Regions from separate parts of the Rattus norvegicus genome. Here region 1 is linked to region 2. A link is a contact called in public Hi-C data. All regions are on one chromosome and are shown on one strand. The core of a region is the stretch at or near the end of the contact, and the rest is flanking DNA. Distances in the headings are between cores, read along the strand shown.

What was found. Hi-C and Micro-C count contacts between places; a contact is called where the count stands out from the background.
Region 1: a Hi-C map of mammary epithelial cells shows a contact between it and region 2, with 4 times the contacts expected there. The contact joins the promoter of Cnot11 here to the promoter of Pdcl3 in region 2. A contact is called at or near these places in 9 of 12 Hi-C or Micro-C datasets (the A7r5 cell line, the Rat2 cell line, Schwann cells and 6 more).

What each region holds. Positions count from the first base shown.
Region 1 is chr9:49,308,904-49,316,143 of GRCr8, forward strand. Cnot11 (CCR4-NOT transcription complex, subunit 11) reads left to right here and starts at 1,721. Exons shown (of 7, transcript NM_001108794.2): 1 at 1,721-2,288; 2 at 3,261-3,425; 3 at 4,079-4,231; 4 at 6,669-6,871. The coding sequence starts at 1,793. It overlaps LOC134480362 (a long non-coding RNA gene), which reads right to left and starts at 1,584. Exons shown (of 2, transcript XR_010054765.1): 1 at 1,373-1,584; 2 at 1-449.
Region 2 is chr9:48,728,338-48,734,912 of GRCr8, forward strand. It overlaps Pdcl3 (phosducin-like 3), which reads left to right and starts at 1,746. Exons shown (of 6, transcript NM_001025709.1): 1 at 1,746-1,828; 2 at 5,094-5,223. The coding sequence starts at 1,823.

The DNA of each region.
Region 1 (7,240 bases), core at 471-2,970, 580 kb after region 2:
AGGGGGAGACCATGTGCAGCAATCAGGAGTCTAAAGGGACAAAGGAACTGGTAATCAAAATGTCTGGATTCTAGAGGGAAGAGCCTGTGCTGGAAGGGGAGTTCACGGTAGAGAGGGGGTATGCCAGCCATGTCCAGTTAGGGAGGAACTGAGGGATGCTGGGGGAAGCCAGCAGCCAGGTCAGCTTTGATATGTTAACGTTAAGTTTGAAACTTAATAACAATTAGGGGCACCTAACAAAAGAAGCTTTAACCTAAGGGGGGTCGGGGGCTTTGGATAAATGCCAGAAGCTAGTACAAGACTAGGAAGGATTCTCCCCTTGAGGCTTCAGAGGTGGACTGCAGAGCTGATAACTCCAGACTTGCAGCCTCAGGAAGGGAGAGGAAGTCAGCTTCTACTGTGAAAATGTGCTCTGTTTGTGGGGATAGCATAGAAGTCCTAGAAACAAACTGATTGGAAACATAAAGAAGCTCTTGGTACCGTGTTAACCTTGATGAAAATCAGCTCTATTTGGGGCTAGTATTGCTGTGCTCAAATACCTCCAAACATCTTGAAGCACCCATACTATACCAACATTTAAGTTACTAATTAATAATAATTTACAACAATAACTAGCTTGAGTGGGTTTTAGTATTGTAGAGTAGTTGTCATAGAGCATACAATCAATGTAAAAGGGCTCAAAGAGAACGTAGTTGATTAATAATAATAATAGAGGTATTTTGAATCATTTCCCCCGTTTGCCAAGTTATATTTTCTGCTGATTGTAACGTTCATTGGCAGAATCCCTCCACACGTTTAACGGCAAACTAAACAATGCGCCATACTCAACACCCGTTCCTCAAAATTTCCTTAAGGATTTTAGCCGGTAAATAGAAAATTCTTGAACTGTTTGCCATTTTTAGCACAGGGTAGCTAGCAGGTGATGCTGATGACATTCCGTTGGTTTCTGTAATTCTAGAGTGGGTACTAGTCACCACCCAGAGCATGGGAGTGGGGAGCAGGTAGTGGTGTCTGGGACCTGGACCAAGAGGTTGGTACAAAAGAAGTTTCCCAGGGCTAGAGAGATGGCTCAGCGGTTAAGAGCATTGACTGCTCTTCCAGGGGTTCTGAGTTCAAATCCCAGCAACCACATAGTGGCTCACAGTCATCTGTAATGTAAGTTTCCAGGGTTTTCCAGTATTCAGCCAAGGTGGCCAGAAAAAGAGCCCTAGGGCAGGCTAAGAAAAATGAAGTACTACAAACGACTTTGAAAACGAGTTTTTCTTGAGACACTTTCTCGGATTTTTGTTTCTTTCTTATTGATTGATTGAGACAGGGTCTGTCAGTGTAGACCAAGCTGGCCTCAAACTCACAGGGGTTCGTCTGCCTCTACCTTCTTGGTGCCGGTAATCTCACCATGAGCCATCAAGGATGTTATATCGGACAAGATAGACCTATTTTTCAAATTATAACTTAGGTACGATCGACTGGGATAGCTTGGCGCCACCCGCCACTCTAGGATCGCTTCCATGGGGCTTTAACCACAGTTTACCACAGTTTACATTACTGAGTCCACGCGTCCCCGCCCTCCGCGGCGCCCCGCCCACTTCCGGGCACAGTGCCCCGCCCACTCGCGTTCCCGGAACCTCGGCTTGGCCCGGCTTTGCGCTGTTTCTCCGTTCCGCTCGCCTTACTTACGCGCTGTTTTGTTTGCGACGCTGTCGCAGAAGGGTGCGCTTTACGGCCGCGGGGGGACGCAGCGAGCCGGCGCCAGGGCCTTTCGGCCGGGAAGCAGGATAGGCGGGCGAGGTTGATGCCCGGTGGCGGGGCGAGCACGGCGTCTGGCCGGCTTCTCTCAGCGGATCCAAGAGGGGCGCGGGAGGCGGCGGCGTTCCGGAGTGGCCCGGCGGGCTCGAGCGGAGGCCGAGGCGGAGCAGGTGGCCCCGGGTCAGGGAGTGGAGGCCCCGCGGGCAGGATGAGCCTGACCCCGAAGGAGCTCTCGAGCCTGCTGAGCATCATCTCGGAGGAGGCAGGCGGCGGCAGCACCTTCGAGGGCCTGTCCACCGCCTTCCACCACTACTTTAGCAAGGCCGACCACTTCCGCCTGGGCTCGGTGCTGGTGATGCTGCTGCAGCAACCGGACCTGCTGCCCAGCGCCGCGCAGCGCCTCACGGCGCTCTACCTTCTCTGGGAGATGTACCGCACCGAGCCGCTCGCCGCTAACCCGTTCGCAGCCAGCTTCGCGCACCTGCTCAACCCGGCGCCGCCAGCCCGGGGCGGACAGGAGCCCGATCGGCCCCCGCTCTCAGGTACGACCCGCAGCCTGCTGTTCTGTGGGAGCTCGTCGGCTGGGAACATATTCGGCTTCCTCAGAGAGGATCGACCCTCCCTCCCTTTCCATACTTTGTTCCACTAAAATGGGGGTGGGTAGTCAGAAGTTGCAAGCTTCTTTTCAAACTCACTGCACCCCAGATGATCCCTCCCAATCGAAAAAGCCAACGCATCGAACAAGCCCACCGATGGTCTGGACTTATTTTAAGTATGTCAGATACGGTTCGTTCAGGTAAGGTCCTGAGGTATGCGGAGTAGCCAATGGCAGAGTCCACCCCCTTTTTAAAGCCTCTGAGTAAAGAAGTCGATATTAAGAACCTGAAGAAGTGGCAGGTTGAGATCCGCATTATACAACATCTAAAGTCTTTGCAGCCGCCTCCCTCCTTCCTTGGTCTGCTGTAATGTCATGGGAGCAGAGGATGAAGTTGTTTCTAATTAACCGTTCCAAGATGCATGTATGTGTCCCGGGCAATACTGTGGAATGTTTACTATTGCAGCATTGCAAAGATCGGGCACAGGTTTACATCTGAGGATGCTCCCCTAACTTATGTACCGAGGATGGAACCCAGGGTCACTTCCTCTATACCACGAGCCTAGCCCAGGACTCTGGTACAGCTGTACTCCCAGTCACAGGCTGCATTTCAGAAAGCTACCATATTGTAGTTTTTAGCCTTTGCAGGACTCAAAGTATTTGATAACCACAAGTTTCACTGACGTCTCCATAGGTCCACATTGTCTCAAGTGATATATTTGTTTATGGACTAATATGAGTATACTAAATGTACATATTCGATTACCTGGAACTCAGTTACATTTAGTTCATAGAAACGAAACGGCTCACAGTGTGGCGAGCAGGAAACAGCTAAGTGTCAAGTTAACTGTTAAAGTTAAGTTTTGAAAATTTAAAAGTAGCCTTTGTCGAGAAATCGGCATGTATTTTTTGTTTGCAGGGTTTCTGCCTCCTATAACTCCGCCAGAAAAGTTCTTTCTTTCCCAGCTCATGCTGGCACCCCCGAGGGAGCTGTTCAAAAAGACACCTCGCCAGATTGCACTCATGGATGTCGGAAACATGGGGCAGTCTGTGGATATTAGTGGCCTTCAGTTAGCCCTGGCAGGTAAGGAAGGGCCAGAGACTGGGACATTCTTATTGGTCCTTGAGATTCTCTACTTAAAAAAAAAAAAAATTAAGATTTTTTATATATATAATTTACACTTTTGCTTGTTTTTGTTTGATCCTCTCTCATCCTGCCCTGGCCTCCCTGCCTTGTCAACCCTCCCCCCCCTTTTGTTTGTTTGTTTTGAGACCTGGTGGGTTTCTTTGTGTAGCCTTGGCTGTCCTGAAATGTGCTGTGCAGCCCATGCTGGCCTCTAACTGAGCTCTTGCTGGCTGACCAGCTCCCACCTTGATTACACCTTTGTATCCTAGTACCCTCCTTCATTCTCCTTTCCGTTTCCTTTTTCTGTGTGCATCTGACCCCAACCTGGCCTCAGTCTCACACCTCCCTGCCGTCCATCCACCTCCCTCTATCTTTTCTTTTGGGGTTATTTTACTATTATTATTGTTTGGTTTATAGGATTTAAAGATATTTACTTTGTACCCCATTCTGTTCCTGGTGTTCTCAGTTTTAAAATGTTCTCTCTCCCCTGTCCCTGCCCCCAGTTTCAAATGCCAGGGCTGGCCTTGGATGCTTGATTTTTGTGTCTACCTTCCAGGTATGGATCACAGGGCTTAAGTGCTTTAAATGCTCCTTGTCTGAATCTGTTCCAGAGCGTCAGTCTGAGCTGCCAACCCAGAGCAAAGCTAGCTTCCCAAGCATCCTCAGTGACCCGGACCCGGACTCCTCTAACTCTGCGTTTGACAGCTCAGTTGCCTCTCGGATCACAGAGTCTTTAGTCAGCGGACCCAAGCCGCCCATCGAAAGTAGGTGTCTGTCCAGACCACCTACTGAAAGTAGGTGTGTGTGTGAGCCAGCTTTATTTTCTCAGGTTTACAGTCCAGCAGCATTCTGGAGTCCTAAGGTTCTGTGGTATCCGTTCACTGATAACAGACTTCCTGCCTTGCCATCTAGAGTATAGCAAACACCAGCCACTAGTTCTACACTAGGATGTTTATTACTTGTTTGATATACATATATGTGTGTGTGTACACATACATATACGTATACATACACACACATATACACCTGTATACATACATAATGTGTATACATATATGCCTGCCTGCAGATAGAAGTTCAGATTTTACAAAAGTGAATGTTCTTGTTTTAATGAAACAGTCTTATGTACTGTAGAGTAGCCTTAAAAATTTCTATGTAGCTGAGGGTGACCTAAAAGTCCTGGTCCTCATACTTCTGTCTCCCAAGTGCTATGGTGACTGAGATGGCCATGTCTGGCTTTGTTTGTTTACAGTGTTTGGGTTCAAACCCAGGAGTGTTTGTGTAAAAGGAAAGGATGCCACAGGTCAGCCATGTCTCCAGCCCCCTAGATGAGTCTCCCTAACGTGTGTCCAGTGGAGGTCCTTTTATACCTAGTAGTCTTACCATCTCCATCCGTCTGTCTGACCATAGCTGACAGTCCTTACTCTGCTTTCCCTGGAAACCAACCAAACCAAACAGAAACCCACGGGTACCATCTGGGTGGTTTGAGTGATGAAGACGTTCTGCATAGGGGGTAGAGCATCATCCCCTGGTCACAGGACGTCCAGGATTTTGAAGCGTACGTCAAATGTGACTTCCATTCGGTGTAATCTCTGTGGCATAAGAGGGTTTACTGTTTGCAGTTTCAGCTCATTACAAGCCTGTCTCCAGTTATGTGGTGGTTTGGTTTGTACAGGATTTCTCTAAGTAGCCCTGGCTATCCTATAACTTACTCTGGCCTGGAGCTCAGAGATCCACCTGCCTCTGGGTTTGATTGCATGGACCATTGGTCAGCTATGTGCATAACTGAGCATAGCTGCACCTCAGCATCCCTACCTCTCAGGAGAAGTACTTCCTTGTGCTGAAGGCTCTTTGTGAGGAGAGGTAACGGGAATTCACTCTGGTGATGCTGGTGAGGGGACCCTGGAGATAATTGGCTTGGTGATCCTTTGCCAGGAACAAGCCAGATCTCCACTTCGGCTGATAGTGGGATCCATAATACAATGAACTACCTTCTGTCCTGTGTGGAAAATGCTCTCCGGAAGGCTGTGATGGGACTGGGTAAAATCAAGCAGGGAGAGGGAGTTCTTGTACCCCAGTGTAGTGGAAATTACGAAGTTCTTATCTCCTGGGCCTTTTGTGGGGCTTAGCAGGCAGGCAGGATGCACAGCTGGATAGAGGACTGGGTGTCTATCGTGTTAAATACTGAGATTTATAGTAAAGTTGTCTTATTGTGCGTGGTTGTTTGTGTATAGCACTGTGGGTCACTGGAGTTAGGCTGCATGTGTTATATATAAGAACATAATACACCACTGGGGCAAGCTGTGTGTTCAGGTGTTGTCAGATGAGGTCTCATTGTGTAGCTACTGAATGAAGGACAATGTTAGTTCAGAAGTACTGATGAGTTACACATCAACCTTGAGTTGTGGGGATAGCCCCAAGCACGATGTATAGCATTCTGAGACCCTAGGGGCCAAAAAAAGAAAGGGGGTTGGGGGGCTCATAAAATTTTAATTTTATGTTAGGTATGGTGACAATACCTTTAGTCCCAGCACTTGGGAAGCAGAGGCAGGCAGATCTCTGTGAGTTTGAGGGTAGCCTGGTCTACATAGTGAATCCCAGGATAGTCAGGGACATAATGAGACTTTAAGATAACAATCAAGGGTTGGGGATTTGGCTCACTGGTAGAGCGCTTGCCTAGCAAGCGCAAGGCCCTGGGTTCAGTCCCCAGCTCCAAAAAAAAAAAAAAAAAAAAAAAATTAGGAAAAAAAAAAAGATAACAATCATAATCATCAGCCAAGTTGACATCTGCGTCCTCAGCCTAAGTGGATATGCTTGCATTAAAACTTAATTCATGGGGTTGGGGATTTAGCTCAGTGGTAGAGCACTTGCCTAGCAAGCGCAAGGCCCTGGGTTCAATCCCCAGCTCCGGGAAAAAAAAAAAACAAAAAAAACCTTAATTCTTTCTAAAAAACAGATTTGGTATCTGGCATCATGCTGGTGTGTGTGTGTGTGTTTGTGTGTGTGTGTGTGTGTGTGTGTGTGTGTGTGTGTGTGTGTGTGTTGGTTATAATTTGAGCAGAACTCTGATCTTATATTATTACTATTTGAAGCATGTTTTATAATGTGTCCTTGTTAAAGGCATTCTTGTACTTGATTAAATGCATATAGGGTGTGTGTAAATGTTAGCTTGCTGATAGTCTTGTATTACTCTCATTATAGGTCATTTTCGCCCAGAGTTCATCCGCCCACCACCACCTCTCCACATCTGTGAGGATGAACTGGCCTGGCTCAATCCTACAGAACCCGAGCATGCCATTCAATGGGACAGGTCAATGTGTGTGAAGAATAGCACTGGTGTGGAGATCAAGAGGATCATGGCAAAAGCCTTCAAAAGCCCTCTGTCCTCTCCCCAACAAACACAGGTATGTATGGATTACACTATCCCATCTGTGCTCATCACAGTTTTCTTCCCAGGAAGTAGTAAGTGGGCAGTCAGTTGTTGATGTGAACCAGCAGGAGCAACAGAGGTCTTCACAATCCCAGCCGCTGTGTTGTGACCTTTCCTTGTTTGGCAGTTTTGCTCCGCTGAGACAAGAGGTCTAATGACTAAAAATGTCTAGACTCTTCCATTTTGTCTTGGAGAGAGGTAGGAGAGGGCGAGTGTCAGTCGGGCACATCATCTGCATTACTGCATCAGGCTGGACAGTGACTCTGGATGGTGTATGGGGTTACTAGTGTTTTATAAAAAAGGAGGTTCAGGGAATGCTCTAGACATTAGCTACAGTGTTTAA
Region 2 (6,575 bases), core at 496-2,995:
GGCCCCAAGAGCTCTCCACACAGGAGAATAAGTTCAAAGCCAGCCTGGTTTACATAGCAAAACCCAGTCTTTTAAAAAGTTATTAAGTTAGTCCATGTTTTCCTCTAGTGATTTTTCTTCTTTAAATTCTAGTATATGCTGTAAAGTAGGTTTTCAGTTTTATCTGCTTCCAAATGACTATGCAGTGTTTCCTACATCCTTCACAGAAGGTTTACATACCTTCCCCAGTCAACCAAGATTTATACACAGTGTCATACTGTGGCTGAGGCTGTCTCAGAACTCATGATGTAATCCCAAATAAAGGCTCAGCTGAACAGTTTGTTTCTCACGTGTATTCAGTTGAAGACTTTATTCATGTTATATTCAATGCAATAAAACCAAAAGTCAAGGCATCAAATTAACAGGAGATTGTTCTGAAACACACATCCTATAAAACTATGCAACTGGTAGCATTGTTTCCAATACATCAGGAGACATCTTTCAGTGGCTCCACCTGAAGCAAGGAAGGGGCAAACAACACCTGCTTTACTGCTGGGTGGGGTGGAGAGAAGCTTATAACCAAAGTCACTGTTGTCACCCCCAAGCTAAACTATCTACAACCGATTTTGCAAGTGAAACTGGAAAAATCCATTCACAACAGTTTACAGCTAGATAAATTAATAGACACTCTAAAGACCTGTAATCTAGTTCGAATGTGTTGAGTTAAATTAAATCCAAGCTATTTGTTTTGTTTTCTGGTTTTTTTGTTTGTTTGTTTGTTTCTTACGGGATAATGTGATTTTCTTTTCTATAGTAATGATGGTGCCTATCATTTCCCAGAAATTATCAGTTCTGAGTCCCCCAGCTGCCAGGACTTAAGTTGTCTGGAAATAATGCCTTAGTGTAACTGCAGTTTGTTTGTTTTTATAGACAGAGGTTCACTCTCTAGCCCTGGGCTCAAATTCAGTGATCCTCCCGCCTCAAGTCTCCTGAGCATTGGGATTATAGATGTGAGCTACCACAGGCAGACACACCTGCAGTTTTGAAGGCTCTTGGGTGATTCCAGAGCGTAGCCAAAAAGTGGGGAGTCCGCGGTGTGCTCAAGCAGGTAGTAGCAAGGTAGTCCAGGTGTGTGGGGTGCCTTTTAATCCCAGTACTCTCAGCTCCAGCTCTGAATGCTGTGGACAGCTCTGGAGCCGTCTGCGTCTTTTCTCAGGGACACACACAAGTCTGGTGTCAACCAGATAAAATGACCCCCGTGATCTTTTCCTTTTGTGAGGGTGAAGGGGCTTGAAGCCAGGCGTTCTACCCTCCACCGGTTTCTCAAATCTGACGCCGTAACCGTAGAGGCTAGAGTGTGCTCTCAGTAAACAAATCCAATGAGCAATTCATCTCATTCAACAGAGCCGCCGGGTGGCCTCCAGGTGACCCGGGGTCATTTTTAATCCTAGCATCGGGTCACTGAAAGGCAATTCTGCCTCTGAGTAGTAGGTAAAGCCTCTAAAAAGACTCCGATTGGCGGCCCGGGGAGTCGCAGAACCTACGCGTACCTCGAGCCAACCCCAATCAACCAGCCGCTTTCCCTAACATGGTAGCGCCCCGGCTTGGCCGGAGTGACGTCACCCCGTACTCCCACCCACCGGGGTCACGGCCTGTCACTCAAAGGCGCTCAGCCTTTGCACGGGTTCCTGAAGACCAGGCGCAGACTCCAGTCTTCTCTTTCTCCTTGGTTCGGCCCAGCTCGCTCCTGGGGGGCGGGACGAAGACCGAAGGGGCGGTGCTACAAGGCGCCAGAGGAGCGGAGGCTGGGGCCTAGGGGCTGGTCGGAACTTCTGGAAGCAAGATGCAGGTGAGTGTGGGGAGCTCGGGACCCCAAGGCTGCCGTTGTTTGGCTTGGTGGGCTCGCGCCAGCCCCGGAGCTGGGTCTACCCGGATTAATTACCGAACTCGGAGGACTGCGGGGAGGCCGCGCGAGAGGCCTGGCGCAGGCGCACTGCGAGAGGGCGGGTGCGGTTCCCTCCAGACCCGTGGGCTGGGCGCTCCTGCTAGGGTGCGTCCTGTCCCGCAAATCTTTGTGCTTTGGGCGGCACCCAAATCTGGGGTCCTTCTCCTCCGGGCCTGATGAAGGCCCCGAGCCTTTTGCCATCTAGAGCTGACAAATGGAGTTGTCTTTCTGGTTTCCAGATCTGAACTCTAGGGCCCACGACTATTGTTAATTTCTAACGCGAAGAAAGGTAGAACTTCTTAGCTTATTTTTTTTTTCCTATCTTGAGCTGGAATTTGCTGGTTGTATTAGATAAAAGTCCAAAGAAAGTGTTGGGAAACGGCATAGAAATAGCCTTATTAGAGCTAAGTCTGCGGCAGCCACTTTGTCACCAGCCTTCTGGATGGAAGGTAGATGGAGCATGTAGTTGTGGGTTCTGGCTTGAGAGACAGAGGCTCTGGAGGAGGTGGCCATCTATACATCCAGCAAGCCGGTCGAACGCTCAGGAAGGTGAAGAGAAAGCTCAGGAACTAACTTCCCCGGGCTCCCCTGCTTTGGAGATTCTCCAGGTCCCTGCTTTAAAACGTCACTCTTCACCTTCTCTAAAAGGAAACCTTGCTAAAAGGAAATGTCACCTTTCTTGTGCTCTGTCTCATCCAAATTGTGACACAGAAGTGATCTTGGAACCCAGTTGTCCTTCCTTTGAATTCATATCCTTCTGAACCGCATTCTGAGCCCTGTTATCAGCGTACCTGCGACCCAGAATAATTGGGATTTGGGTTCCAGGTCTGAGACCTTAACCCTAGTCAGTTCGCTGACTTCATGGCAGTTTCTCTCCCCCATCCACCCGTCAGGCCTGGCCCTGTTTAGCTTCCGACATCAGAGGAAGCGGGGTGTTTTCAGGGTGGCCAGAGATAGCAGTGTCCTTTTCAGTGCCACACCTACACCTGAAAGGCAGGAGCAGGCACAGGCAAAGGGACACACCTAGTATTTAGTGTTTAATAAACATTGGCCTTCGGGAGTGACTTTGGGGCAGGCCAGGTATCTGCTAGTCTCAGATTTATCCTTCAGACTCTAAAGTTTAGGAAGTCAGTCTAGCCTCAGTCTTCCTCTTCCCCAAGTCTGCTGCAGCCTCTTAAGACATGCTCAGAATGTCACAGTGTCTTTGCTTTGGGGTCTTTTGCATTTTTGGGTCTCTCTGCCTGGAATGTAACATCCTTTGGTCTTCACGTTCCTCTCCTTCGGGAGAGGAGCTCAATCTTCCTCAAAGAGAAGTAAGTTCTCGGCACAGAGTTTAATTAGTGGCCTGTTCAGAGAGGCCCAGCTTCAAGCAGGTACCTTTCATAGTTTATGTAGGGTTAGCCAATCTTCCCTGGTGAAAAGACTTCACCACAAGCTGAAGGGTGCAGGTGTCTGGTTAAGACAGTTTGCTGTGTCGTTGGTGGTCACTTCTCAGGGAAGGAGAGCTGGTAGATGTACACCCCTTGAGAGAAAGGAAGGGGTAAGCAGGTCTACAGCAGCGGGAGCCGGGGTCTTAGGGCCTCTACCCCTGTGATGTCATCTCACTGATCAAAAGCATCTAGGGAAGAAAGGGTTTATTTGGGTCACACTTCCACATCATAGCCCATCATTGAAGGAAGTCAGGACAGGAACTCAAGCAGGGCAGGAACCTGGAGGCAAGAGCTGAGGCAGCAGCCATGGAGGGGTGCTGCTTACTGGCTAGCTCTGCATGGCTGGCTCAGCCTGCTTTCTTATAGACCCCAGGGGCACCAGCCCAGGGGTGGCCACTCTCAAAATGAGCTGGACTCCCTCATGACCACTAATTAAGAAAATGCCCTACAGGCTTGCCTGCTTACAGCTAGTCATTGAGTGGTATCTTATCCATTGAGGCTCTGTCCTATCAGGGGATTGTAGCTCGGACCGAGTTTACATAAACTGCCCACGATCTATAGTTCGGTTTTAGCTCTGTTGTCTCAATTCAGAGGAGGCTTCTTATTTTGTTTTCTTACTCCTGTGTAGCCTCATATTTCCTAAGCAAGCTTGTTAATCACACTTGATTACAGTTAAAGCTTGCTATTTTCTTTCTCTCTGTGTCTGACTCCATTCCACCATCACAGAATAAATAATTAAACGTCCTCTCTGGAGCATCTGTCTCCATGTGAATTAGGTCCCCGTGACCCCGTGGACCAACACCCTGCTTCTCATTCCCCGACACAGCTTGTCTCCATGACAGTCTGCAGCTTGTGCACATGCTTGTTTACAGCCTCCATGGGCCACGCCCTCTAGTGCTTCCTTCTTGGTTGCTGCGGCCCAGTTCAGTAATTTACCTGCTCAGTGTCTCCGTTGGGTTTCTGTTGCTGTGGTAAACACCATGATCAAAAGGGACTTAGGGAGAGGGTTCTTTCCATGGTGCTTTCTTGGGTCACAGTTCATCCTTGAGAGAAGACAGGGCATGCCTGGAGGCAAGCGTGAGGACCAGAGCCCTTCAGAGGATTGCTGCTTACTGGCTTGTTCCTCTTGATCTGCTCTGTTTGCGTTTTCATCTATTTCAGGACCAACTGCTCGAGGTAGACTGGGCCCTTCCACACCTGTCAGTCAAGACAATGCCCCACAGGCTGGTGTATGGGTCAGACTGATTGGCCACTTTCTCCCTTGAGGCTCCCTCTTCTCACATGACTCTAGTTGGTGTCACCTTGACAATAAGACAAACCAACAGAACTAGCTACCTAAAATCCATGGAGGGAATCCTGTCACTGTGAGACCTCAGACAAGCCAGGGGCGTCTCTAGTCATCAGCTTCCTAGGCCTCAGAACTGGTAGACTTAAGAGGTACCACGGCCCCACAGTTCATGGCTTTATGGTCAGATTCGCTTTGAGCAATATCATAGAAACTTATGGCAGTTTTAAATAAAATTTGTTCGACTTGGGGATGAGTGTGCTAGACAGAAGTCAGGTCAAAGCCTTGCTTTCAGTATCGATGCCGATCTGCCCGTCACTTCTTGACTTTTACTACAAAACTGGCTCTTCAGGGAGACTACACCGGGGGCTGTAGGTCCTGCCCCTGAGTAGCTCGACTCCCTGCGCACCACCTTCCCCATTTGTCACTTTATGCCTCCTCTTTACCCTTCCAGGACCCCAACGCAGACACCGAGTGGAATGACATCCTTCGTAAAAAGGGCATCCTTCCCCCTAAGGAGAGCCTGAAGGAGCTGGAGGAGGAGGAGGAGGGAAAGGAGGAGCAGCGTCTCCAGCAGTCAGTGGGTGAGCTTGCTCTATCTTTTCCTTTGTTCTGTGTCTGTTGGAAGCAAGCCGCCAACCGCTGGAGTAGACGGACTTGTGGGCAAGAGCTGGCGGGCAGAGCTGGAGCACTGGCGTCAAGACCGGGCATGGTGGCTGGACGACGTGTTGAGTGAGCCACCTGCAACCCACAGACCCCACTTGTCCCAGGAACACATGGCTCTGTGCTGAGCTTTGCTTTCGCACAGAATCCTAGACGTTAAAACTCTTAGCGTTTGTAGTTTCTCGAGGTCGTACTTTATTAACCTTTGCCGCCCGGTTAAGAATACTGACATAGAATTGTTTATCTGATTTGAGGAAGCATAAGATGTTTGAGAAGCATGGTGGCCGAGAGAGGTTTTCTTAAGGTCTTTCCACCTCCCTCAGATTCCCCCCAGTTTTGGTCCAGACATGCTCGATCCCAGAAGCAGCAGAATGTGTGAGGCCAAGCATCTGATTGGTAGACGACGCCTTCAGGGAATCCCCAGTGGAGAGACGTTGGTCAGAGATGCTTTTGCCCTGCTCACATGAGAGTGCTCACTTGTAGGAAGATGTTTTAAGATGTATCCAGCTTATATTGAGTGGGTTTTGTGTGTTGGGTGTTGTTCTGGATAATGGGGAAGTCGGTGCCTCTATATCTCAGAGCATCAGGGGACCGGTAAGACTGGGAAGGTAGGAAGGTCTGAGGGTGGGATTGACGCTGTCAGTTGGGCAGAGGGGGGCCTCAGTAAGAAAGTGAAATCTGCATAGACCTGAAGGAAGTGAGGTAAATTATTTCAGCAGTAGAGAGGCAGCCTAGGATCTTAGAGAGTTCACGAGCAGGTCTTGGTGTCAGAAAAAGCGGTAGATAGAGTTCACAGGGTCTCCGAAAGGCCTGCTCCCTCACTTGGATCCCGAATCTTCTGGGAAAGAGCCTGGCTTTATCGCCATGATGGGAAGTTACTGGAGGCTGACACAGAACGGCCTGTCCTGAATTTCAGCGTGGATGTTGTCTAGAAGTGCAAAGACAAGGAGGAGCAGGAAGACCAGTCTGAAAGCAGTGCAGTAATTCAGGCAAGCTACACCAGTGGCCGGGACTGGCCTTGCAGTAGAGCTCATGACAAGTGCTCAGAGCGGGGCATGTTTTGAAAGGGGGCCAACACAATTGGGGATGAATCCGAGTGTCGAGTGAGAGAGAAAAGACAAGGGAGAAGGCTGCCTGGCTTGAGCAGTCTTGGGGATAGAGGTGCCGTGGGCAGGGTATAGAGGCTCACAGGCAGGTCAGCAACTGTTTAGGACACAGTAACTTGGAGACTTTGATATTATGTCCTTGTGGGTTTGTGTCCGTGAGTGCAATG